Linked DNA regions of Sus scrofa: region 2 is linked to region 1. Evidence: chromatin contacts called from public HiChIP or PLAC-seq data. All regions are on one chromosome and are shown on one strand. The core of a region is the stretch at or near the end of the contact, and the rest is flanking DNA. Distances in the headings are between cores, read along the strand shown.

The links. HiChIP or PLAC-seq counts read pairs in DNA pulled down with a chosen protein or histone mark.
Region 2: a contact with region 1 is called in an H3K27ac HiChIP or PLAC-seq map of alveolar macrophages. The contact joins two enhancer-like sites. A contact is called at or near these places in 13 of 47 Hi-C or Micro-C datasets (embryonic fibroblasts, epiblast stem cells, fetal liver and 7 more) and 2 of 2 datasets of contacts at active chromatin or transcription factors (alveolar macrophages and skeletal muscle).

What each region holds. Positions count from the first base shown.
Region 1 is chr5:15,967,577-15,973,296 of Sscrofa11.1, reverse strand. The region is part of intron 3 of ASIC1 (acid-sensing ion channel 1); the gene reads right to left. Among named protein-coding and RNA genes, the nearest start is that of ASIC1, 5.4 kb to the right of the region's middle. Within about 2 kb of position 1,681, at least 21 of the 83 cell types and tissues checked have an H3K27ac peak or open chromatin away from gene starts, as enhancers often do. A contact at or near this core is called in alveolar macrophages, where this site is marked.
Region 2 is chr5:16,217,840-16,223,710 of Sscrofa11.1, reverse strand. The region is part of intron 2 of LARP4 (la-related protein 4); the gene reads right to left. Among named protein-coding and RNA genes, the nearest start is that of LARP4, 44 kb to the right of the region's middle. Within about 2 kb of position 3,525, at least 2 of the 83 cell types and tissues checked have an H3K27ac peak or open chromatin away from gene starts, as enhancers often do. A contact at or near this core is called in alveolar macrophages, where this site is marked.

The sequences.
Region 1 (5,720 bases), core at 432-2,931:
AGCCTACGCCACAGCCACAGCAACTCCAGATCTGATCCGTGTCTGTGACCTACACCACAACTTATGGCAATGCCAGATCCTTAACCCACTGAGCGAGGCCAGGGATCGAACCCATGTCCTCATGGACACAAGTCGGGCTGGTTACCACTGAGTCACAATAGGACCTCCTGGCAATAATTTAAAAATCCACTAAGCTGGAGTTCCCGGTGTGGCTCAGTGGTTAACAAACCCGACTAGGATCATAAGGATGCGGTTCGATCCCTGGCCTCGCTCAGTGGGTTGGGGATCTGGCATTGCTGTGGCTGTGGTGTAGGCCGGCAGCTGTGGCTCTGATTCGACCCATAGTCTGGGAACTTTCATATGCCACAGGTGTGGCCCTAAACAACCCCCCCCCGAAAAAAATCCACTAAGAGCCCCCTTTGGTCACAGGAAATTGAGCCTAGAAGCTGAGAAATGGAACCAGATGAGACTATACCCAAAATAGACCCCAGGAGTCTCAACACCCAGCCTCATTCTCCACACAGACAAGGCACACTGTTCCTTCATGCTGTCTCTTTCCTGGCTTTGCCTCCCAGAATCCCCACATCAGGGTCCTGCCTGGAAGGTGCTCAGCGGAAGGGTAGAGGCCCCTGGAGTGGCCACTTCCGATAAACAGGGAGGAAAGGCTCGTGCCTAGAGAGCCTGGCCAAAGACAAAGGCCCTTGTTGGAGAGAACCGGGCTGCTTGTCAGCTGGGGAAGATGCCACACATTCTGTAGGAAGGGGTTTCTGGAGTTCCCATTCTGGTGCAGCAGAAATGAATCCAACTAGGAACCATGAGGTTGAGGGTTCGATCCCTGGCCTTGCTTAGTGGGTTGAGGATCCGGCGTTGCCGTGAGCTGAGGTGTAGGTCACAGACGTGGCTCGGATCCCTAGTTGCTGTGGCTGTGGTGTAGGCCGGCGGCTACAGCTCCGATTAGACCCCTAGCCTGGGAACCTCCATATGCCGCGGGTACGGCCCTAAAAAAAAAAAAAAGGCAGAAAGGGAGTTTCTGAATAGCTGAGCTGTGCTGAGGAGACTGGAAGGTCTCTATTTAGACGTCGAGGGTCCTCTCATTCCTGCACACGACTCTCTGCTCCGAATGGCTTCCCTTAGTATCCCCAGCGCTCTGGGCCTCTCTGGGTACTGCCCGGGGCTCTAATCTCCCGGAAGGCGGGGACAGAGTCGGCCTGTTCACCACCGCCCCCTGGTGCCCAGCACGGGGCTTGGCCCTTCCGAGGGGCTCCGCCGGTCACAGGCAGTGCTCAAGTGGAGTCTGACTCCCAACCCCAGCCCCTCGGGCTTAGTATTCAGTCTCCCTCGCCATCCCCCAAGAATTGAAACTGCTTTCCACAAAGTTGAGGCAGGCTCCCAAACAAACTTCACTCACGGCAGAAACGTCCAGACCCCTCCGCCGGCCTCCCCTCTGCCACCTGGACGCACACCGGGTGCAGCAGCGGCCCCGACGTCGAGTTCTCCCCTGGCTGGAGCGGGAGAAGCCCAAGGCTGCGAAGCGTTGCTGCTCCCCACCCCTCCGCTCCGGCTCTGCCCCCACAGGCACTTAGAGCCCTTCCCTATTACTTTAGCCACGGCCTGGGACCAATTAACCGAGAGTAGTAGCCTCTTAGTAGACGGGAGAGGGGCGGAGTCGGAAATGACAAGCGATGGGGGAGGAGGAGAGGGAGGAGGTGGGAAAGGAAACTGAGTCACCCAAGGGGGTGTGTGGTGTGCGCGTGCGCGCGAGCTCAGGAACGAGTAGGAGAGAGAGACACCCCCCCCAACGCAGGATTCTTGCACCTGGCTCTGTTCTACCCCAGTCCTCTCCCTCCAAACTCTGGCACTTCTGAGGAAAGGAGGGAGGGAGAGACGGGAAGGATAAAGTGGGAGGAGGCAGCCAAGAACGCTAGAGCGGGGCGCCCCTCCTCCAAAGCTACCCTCCCCACTCCAGCCTCTCCTCTCCCGTGCTCACTCCCCTGTCTGCACAACCCCCCCACCCCCCGCAAAAGCCACCAGGTCTCTGGGTAGGGTAGACCTATGGTCCTTTCTCTCTCTGAGGGTAGCCGTCTGGGCAGCCTTCCCCTCCGCAGCTCCTCCGCTGGAGGGAATAGACCCAGGTAGTGAGGCCGGTCCCTCCCCCGGGGTCTCCTGAGCTGCTATGGGGTGGGTGTAGGGGGGTGAGGGGTGTCGGTGAAGGGGCAGAGTGACCCGGCCCTGGAGATAAGGGAGCTCCCGTTGCTAGTCCTGGCTCTCCCTGGGACCTGCCATCCCTCACTCTGCTGGCTGTAAGATGACCTCTCCCTCCGCCCTCTGAGTCCCAGGATCGCCCATCTCATAGCATCCCCCCGCCCAGGGGCTCCAGAAGATTCCTGTTCCACTTCAGAACCTTGGTGGGATTTCTTTGCCCACCCCTGTTACTCTGCCTCTTCTCTGGGAGATTCCTGTCCCCACTCCAGGATCCCCTCAGGGACTTCTGTCCCCCATCCCTTGTCCTCCAATTCCACCTCCTCCTGAAGGAACGCTATCCCCCCTGCACACCCACCCCTGTGATTTCCATTCTCTGCCCTCCCCTTCCATCTCTTCCAGGTCCAGAAATGAATTCCTGCTTCTCTCTCCCCCAGGCAAAGGCTCTGGGTCTCAGCTGGAGGAGGAGGGGGTGGCATAGGGCAGACTGGGCCACCATCTGCCAGCCCCCTCCCCTTGGTGCTGTTCAGCATTCCAGCCACATCGGCGCTCCCACTGCCAGGGACAGATAAGGTGCAGCTGGAGGCTGGCACCAGCTGCGACTGTGCTCACTCCCCCTTCCCCCACCCAGACACCGGCAGACAGCTGCGCCCCCCCAGCCCCCTCCATGGAACCCCTGCCCTGCCTTGGCCTGTCTGGCCTCAAAGTGGGGTGGGAGAGTGGACTCTCAGACCCTGTTGCCCTGGCAACAAAGCACCCCACCGAGAAGTAAGAGGTGGGAGGGGGAGGCCTGTGTGTGGGTCTTTGGTAGCTCAGGGGAAGCCTACCCCACAGGGCTGCTTGGGATGCTCTTCCCATGCCCCTCTGCCTCTTCAGTCCCAAGGCATTTCCAAACCAGCTTCTCCCGGATTTAGCCCGGGTTCCCCAGACTCTCCCAAGCTGACTCAGCCGCAGCTGGGAGATGAACCTGGCCAAACACCACTTTGACTACCAGTCCATCCCCTGAGGTTGAGCTGGACTCAGAAGCACATGTAGGGGGAATGCTTGTCACTGCAGGACTTCCCCCTCCCCCTACCAAGGAAGCTGGGATCTCTAAGGGACCAGAAGCCCTTCCTGTGCCCCCTACACTGCCTTCCAGGAGCAGAGTTCCTACTGTTGGATGAGGGTTCCCCTTGGAACCAGTGGAAGAGTTCCCATGGACCCATGCACACTATATTTTGCAAACACTTTGAGTTGGGTTTGGAACCCCAGTTAAGAACCTCTGCTCTCAAGGCAGCAGAAGATGCCAGGATGGTCTCCACTAAGCTTGGACCCGATAGACAGAGGCTTTCTGTCAATATATGTCCATCGGCTAGATACACACCTCTCAGCCTAGCAGAGACCAGCAAGGATGAAGAGGCAGATGTTAACTATGGGACCCAGGAGAGGAGGGAGAAGGTGGGCATCAGGCAAGGAGTGTCTGCGCCAGGAACTGGAGGACAAGGGAAATGCAGGAGCATGGCAGCACCCCTGCGCTCCACCAGCGAGACATCAGACAGAGATTCACAACCTGATTCCCGATGGGCAGTGTAGAAAGGGGCTGGCAGCGAGGTCGACCCGAGAGATTCGGGGTCATGTCTTTGACATGGGCACAGAAAGAGCAAACACGTGATCTAGAACCAAGGAGGACCAGCGTTGTGGCAAGAGGAAGAACTCAAATTGCTCCAGAACTTTGTGAACCAATCATATCTCCATTTGACTGTATAGGGTTGTCCCCTCAGGCAACATGGACCAATCACATTTCGGTATCTCCATTTCTATGAACAAAACATGGCTTAGCAACATCATTTTCTGGACATGAGGAACCAAGGGAGCCTCAACTGTATACTTCCTGTGAACTCACTGTAATCCCCCTTCGTGCCGTCACACCTTCCCAGGTGGAGCCAAGCAATTCCCTTCCTCATTCAAATACTCCAAACCATCCCACCTAATGAGTTTTCTCTGTTCTTCTTGATGGTCCCTTCTGCTTGGGTGTGGGGTATGTTGGAGAGGAGTAGGGCTCTGGATTTCACTTCCACCTTCACCTGCAGCTCTACTTCCCTTGAGACTATAGTTGATAAGCCTGGGATCCCTTTGGGCTCTGGAGAAACCAGGACAAGACTCTCCTGTTTTGAGGAAGGAAAAGAGGGGAAAAACTGGTTCTTGCATCATGCTAGGCTCCCTATGAGCTTATCTTGGCAAGGACTGTGGTCATGTAACCTTTGTCCAGCGGCAGTGACAAAAGCCCGTGAAACTGGTCTCAGAGCAGAGCTTAAAGAGATTGGGAAGTCTTGCGTAACTTCAGCAGGGAAAAACGAGCATGACCATGCCTCCAACCTTTCTACCCAAACAAATGCAGCTCATGTTCCCACAATGCTAGGGGGGAAGCAAGCAAGTGGGGAGAGAAAGTGGTCAGGAAGAAAAGGGGAGGCTGGTGGGGGGGAGAATTGGTGGCAGGCACAGACAGCAAGAGAGTCCTAGGGGAGCCTGGGTTGTCAAGAGCGATGGCCAGAACTGGAAGTGGTCATGGTGACTCCAGGGTCAGCCATATTAACCAGAAGAGCACGCTGCATGACATAAGTTCTAGTCCTGAGTCTGTCACCAACCAGCTCTGTGGGTGCAGGCAACTCATTCTCTCTGTCCCAGCTTGTGCACTTGCAAAACAGAGCTAATGTGGCTATTTATCCAGGGGATTGAAGGAGAGCCTAGCAAGCATGCTCAAGAGTTCCAAGCATCATCCTCACATTCGGTGTTAACTTATTCAGACACAACTCCAGGTCTTCTGGTGCCTTTCCAGACTCTGCCTGATTCTAACCGCTCCCCCACCCCAGGAACCTGTATGACCTGCCCAAGATCACCTGGCACATGAGATGCCACTCAGTTCTCCTAACCTTCCCTGGGGTGCTGGCTTTGAGGCACCCCCATCTGTGTGTGGTGGGGTTATGAGTATCTGTGGGGCATCTCCATTTTAAGAAGCAAAGGGAGGAGTTCCCTGGTGGCCCAGTGGTTAAGGATCCCCTGTGGCACTGATTAGATCCTCGGCCCAGGGAACTTCAGCATGCTGTAGGTGTGACCCAAACATACGAGAAAAAAAAAGAAGAAGCAAATGGAGTCTCCAGTTCAGCCATGATTGTGTGTCCCAAATCATCTTTCCTTCCTCGGACCCCAACTCTGTGGGCTGGCAAGGGGTAGCCCAACGGGACTCTGTGTGTGTGTGTGTGTGTGTGTGTGTGTGTGTGTGTGTGTGTAATGGCTGAGGGAGAAGAGGATGGCCAGGGAGGTGTGGCATAGAGAGAATTACCTGTTAGGCTATTTAAGAGAAAGCTTCCCTTACTTCCCTGTCTCATGGTACTTCTCAGACTTTCATTCAACACACCCGGGGATCTAGTTAAAATGCAGACTCCGATTCAGTAGGTCTGGGAAGAGGGTGTCAAAGCCCTACATTTCTTTCAAGTTCCCAGGTGATGGTCCTTGGACCTCACTTTGAGCAACAAGGTGGCAGT
Region 2 (5,871 bases), core at 2,276-4,775, 250 kb before region 1:
TGTTGAGTTGTATGAGTTGTTTGTAAGTTTGTTTTTTCTTTTTACAGCCGCACCTGTGGCATATGGAAGTTGCTAGGCTAGTGGTCGAATTAGAGCTGCAGTTGAAGGCCTATGCCACCGCCACAGCAACCCTGTATCTGAGCTGCATCTGCAACCTATGCTATGGTTTGTGGTGACGCTGGATCCTTAACCCATTGAGCGAGGCCAGGGATCGAACCCACATCCTCACAGACACTATGAGTTCTTAACCCACTGAACCCCAATAGGAGCTCCCTTTTTGTTTGTTTTTGTTGCTTTTTTTTTAGGTAATGATTTCTAACTACACTCTAGGGTGGTAAGATTTTATGATCCCAACTAAATACTGATTATAAAACATTATTTACATTAAAAATAAAATTATAGCATGCCTCAAGAATATTAAATAAACCAGCCCATCATTATTTAACTAATTAATTCCTAGAGCAAATATTTATTGAGGGCCTGTTAGTGCCAGGTACTAGGCAGAAGCCAGGAATATTAAGATAAATGAAACAATTTTTATAGTTTTGGGTTTATATTTTAATGGGAGGTATAGAGAAGTAAGTCAACAATTCCGATACAGTTGAGTAAGTGGTAAGTGATGGTGAAAGTACTGAATGTTCTGGAAGTACAAAGAAATACTCAACTCAGACATAGATAAACGTGCTAGAGAAGAGAAGGTCTCCTAAAGATATAGACAATTAAGTGATGATTTAGTAACAAGAGGAAGGTAGGTGGCAAGGGGAAGAGCACTGAGTGTGCTTAAAAGAGAAAACAGCAAAGGCGTAGAGGTTTTTTTGAGGAAAATTGATCAGCCTGGCCAGACCACTGTATACAAACTGGGTGTGGCAAGATAGTAAGAAGAGTCAGAGAAACCATGAAGTTGTTTGTAATCCATGGTAGGTTCCCTGGACTTTATCTAGAGGGCTATTGAAGATTTTTAAATACTTATTATCAATATTTCAGACAGCAAAAAGCATGGTCATATGAAAAAATGTCTGCATATAGGAGTTCCCATTGTGGCGCAGTGGAAATGAATCCGACTAGTAACCAACCATGAGGTTGTGGGTTTGATCCCTGTCCTCACTCAGGGGGTTAAGGATATGGCGTTGCCATGAGCTGTGGTGTAGGTTGCATAGGTTGCAGCCGCGGCTCGGATCTGGGGTTGCTGTGACTGTGGCATAGACCAGCAGCTGTAGCTCTGATTCAATCCCTAGCCCGGGAAGCTCCCTTTGCCACAAGTGCAGCCCTAAAAACCAAAAAAAGAAAAAGTCTGCATATACAGCTCTAAGTTTAAGAAATAAAACATGCTATCTAAAAAAGAAGGGAAAGGAAAAACCCAAAAAGCAAAAATTACAAATATATAATACAAAGACACATAAGAGTGAATTTCCATGTGTACCCCTAACCAATAGCATTTTTCTTTCTTGCGCCATAGAAACCACTATTCTGAATTTGCTATTATTATTCCTACACATTTAGCTTTGTACTTAACTATATATGTAATTTGAAACAACATCAATACCTGGTTTATGGATGAATATGGTTCCCAGATAAAATGCAAGATGCCCAGATATGCTTGTTGATTTTCCCTTTTGATTTCTACTCTAATTTTTATTATTTCTTTTCTTCTGCTTATTTTGTATTTAGTTTGTTCCTCTTTTTTTTAGTTTTCCAAGGTGGAAGCTCAGATTATTGATTTAATTTTCTTCTTTCCTAATATGTACATTCAATTCTTACATTTCTCTCTAAGCACTGCATTTGCTGCATCCTACAAATTTTGATAAATTGTATTTTCATTTTCATTTGATTCAAAAAAAATTTTGTGTGTGTGTGTCTTTTTAGGGCCGCACCTGCAGAATATGAAAGTTCCTAGGCTAGATGTTGAATCAGAGCTGTAGCTGCTGGCCTATACCACAGCCACAGAAATGACAGATTCGAGCCACCTCTGTGACCTACACCACAGCTCATGGTAACGGCAGATCCTTACCTACTGAGCAAGGCCAGGGATCAAACACGTGTCCTCATGGATATTAGTCGGGTTCATTAAAGCTCAGGAACTCCTGATACAGAATATTTAAAAATTTTTCCTAAGAGTTCTTCCTTGACCCATGTATTATTTACAAGAGTTGTTTTTTTTTTTTTTTTTTGTCTTTGTCTTTTAGGGCCACACCCATGACATATGGAAGTTCCCAGGCTAGGAGATGAATTGGAGCTAGAGCTGCTAGGCCTACACCACAAACAGCAACTCAGGATCTGAGCCATGACTGTGACCTACACCTCAGTTCATGGCAACACCGGATCTTTAACCCGCTGAGTGACGCCAGGGACTGAACCTGCTTCCTCATGGATACAAGTCAGATTCGTTACCACTGAGCCATGCTGGGAACTCCAAGGGTGTTTAATTTCCGTGTATTTTAGGATTTTCCAGTTAACTTTTTTTTATTGTTTAATTCCATTATGGTGTGAGATCAGACATTGGATGATTTCTGTTCTTTCAGGTTTGTTAAGGTGTTTTTCATGGCCACAAAAAATATAGGTTGTTTTTGGCATTTTTTCTGCTTGGTGTTCTTTGAGTTTCCTGGTTCTGTGGTTTGGTGTCTGACATTAATTTGAGGAAATTCTCAGTAGTCAGTGCTTCCAATGTTGCTTCTGTTGCTTTCTTTCTTCTCCTGGTACTCTCTTAACATGTATGTTACATTTTTTATTAGTTGTTCTGCAGTTATTGCTTGTGTGTGTGTGTGTGTGTGTGTGTGTGTGGTGTGTGTGTGTGTGTGTGTGTGTGTATTCTGTTCTATTTTTTTGTCTTTTTTCTCTTTTTCAGTTCTGGAAGTTTCTATTGTCATATCCTCAAGCTCAGAGATTTTTGCTCAGTCATCCTCAGTCTACTAATCAGGCCAGCAGAGGCATTCCTCATTTCTGTTTGTTTCTGATCTCCAGCATTTCTTTTTGATTCCTTCTTAGAATGCCCCTCTCTCTGCTTACATTATCCATCTGTTCTTGCAAGCTGCCTACTTTTTCATCAAAATCCATAGCATATTAATCATAGTTAATTTAAATTGCAGCCTGATAATTACAACATCCCTACATATCTTACTCTGCTTCTGAGGCTTGTTCATCTCTTCAAGCTGTATTTACTGCCTTTTAGTGAGGCTTGTAATTTTTTATTGAAATCTGGACGTGCTATACTATGTGAAAGGAAAAGAGGTCTTCAAGGGTGTGCTGCTGAGGTCTGGAGGAAGGGGAAAACATTTTATAGTTCTATGATTAAATAGGTCTCAGTCTTTTGGAGAACCTATGCCTCTGGACCGTGAACTTCACCAGTGCTTCTCAGTCTTCCTGACCCTACACTACCTTAGATGGGACAGGATGCCTAGAGGGAGCTGGAATTGTTTTTTCCTTTTCCTCCAGTTTGGGTCCCGTTAAAACTCTGGCATGTTAGACTCTGGCAAAATAGTTTCTCTTGAGGGCAGATTTGCTAAGAACAGAATGCTCTGCTGTATTTCAAAACGGTTATACTTCTCCTTCCCCTGAGGGAAACATGAGGGGATTTTTCTACAATCTTCACTGTCAGGATCTAGTAGAGTTTCTGAAGATCCCTTTGATGAGGTCCCCTTGGATTTTTTAACTCTCAGACTTGCTATACTGAGCCTCCAGCAATTCATCAATTACAATTAAGGGTTTTTTGAGGTTCCCATCGTGGCGCAGCGGAAATGAATCCAACTAGGAACCATGAGGCTTCGGGTTCAATCCCTGGCCTTGCTCAGTGGGTTAAGGATCCAGCGATGCAGTGATGCTGTGAGCTGTTGTGTGGGTCACAGACTCAGCTCGGATCTGGTGTTGCTGTGGCTGTGGTGCAGGCCGGCAGCAACAGCTCTGATTCGACCCCTAGCCTGGGAACCTCCATATGCCGAGGGAGCGGCCCAAGAAATAGCAAAAAGACAAAAAAAAAAAAAAATTTCTCTGCACTTACATTTTGGTTGCAAAAATGGGCTCATATCAGAAACGTCTTTTAACTCGCTTTGTTTCACATAATAGTGCATCTTTGAAAATTTTCTGTTTTTTCTTTGTTTTTGTGTTTTGTTTTTGCTTTTTAGGGCCGCACCCACAGCATATGGAGGTTCCCAGGCTAGGGGTCGAATCAGAGCTACAATTGCTGGCCTACACCACAGCCACAGCCTCCCAGGAACGGAGCCACATCTACAACCTACACCACAGCTCATGGCAGTGCCAGATCCTTAACCCACTGATTGCAGGGATAGAACTTGCAATCTCATGGTTCCTAGCTGGATTCATTTCGGCTGTGCGACAGAAACTCTGAAATTTTTCTATGTTAATAGATATTTATTGTTTTTATTTATTATTATTATTTTTTTGTCTTCTTGTCTTTTTGCTATTTCTTGGACCGCTTCCGCGGCATATGGAGGTTCCCAGGCTAGGGGTCGAATCGGAGCTGTAGCCACCAGCCTACGCCAGAGCCACAGCAACGCAGGATCCGAGCCGCGTCTGCAACCTACACTACAGCTCACGGCAACGCCGGATCGTTAACCCACCGAGCAAGGGCAGGGATCGAACCCACAACCTCATGGTTCCTAGTCGGATTCGTTAACCACTGCGCCACGACGGGAACTCCTGTTTTTATTTTTGTTTTGGGTTTTTTTGGTTTTTTTTTTTTTTTTGGCTTTTTGTCTTTTTAGGGCTGCACCCATGGCATAAGGAGCTTCCCAGGCTAGGGGTCCAATCAGAGCTGCAGCTGCTGGCCTACGCTACAGCCACAACAACGCCAGATCCAAGCTGAATCTTTGACCTACACCATAGCTCACAGCAACACCAGATCCTTAACCCACCTAGCGACGCCAGGGATTGAACCCACCACCTCATGATTCCTAGTCGGATTCATTTCCGCTGCACCAGGACAGGAACTCCTAGACTTAATGTATTGGCTGTATGATATTTATTGCATAGAGCTATCACAATTTAGCGAACTGTTCTCCTACTGATAGAAATCTGTATCTTTTTCAACACTGCAGACAACGCTGCAGCAAATATCTTTGCACAAGTTTATATATTTATATGATGATTTCCTTATGAAAATTTCAGTAAAATAATTTCTTTCCAATTACAAAAGCAATCATGTTCAGGAATTCCCATTGTGGCGTGGAAGAAATGAATCTGACTAGTATCCATGAGGATGTGGGTTCAATTCCTGGCCCTGCTCAGTGGGTCAGGGATCTGGCTTTGCCATGAACTGTGGTGTAGGTTGAAGACACAGCTCAGATCCCACATTGCTGTGGCTGTGGGGTAGGCCAGCAGCTGTAGCTCTGATTCCACCCCTAGCGTGGGAACCTCCATATGCCTAGACTGCAGCCCTAAAAAGCAACAACAACAACAAAAAAAGTAATGCATGTTCATGTTGAAAGTTCGGAAAATACAAACAAGTCCATGCCCTGGATGCTGTTAATATTTTAGGCCATGTTCTAATTTTAGGTTTAAGAATACTGTCTAATAAGTAATGAACTATTACTGAGGCTTGCTCTTCCTGATTTTGGTCATAGGAGATATTCTGCCTTGTTAAGGTGACTTTTATAAATAGGGATTATATATTAATTTTACTAGTTTACCTTTGTGAGTTCTAGGGTCACTCAATTTCCCTGTGAGTTATCTATGTTCCCGCAAATGTGTTCAAGCACAGCTTATAATAAGGTTAATTTTCTCTATCTTGTTTCCAGGTTTAAGAAGATTCCCAAGTGACAGTAAGATTAAACAAAAACATGTTGAAAGTAAATTTCAGTGTTTCAGTAAAATGCTTATTTTCCTCTTTCATGTATATACATCGCTTTGCCTATCCTACGC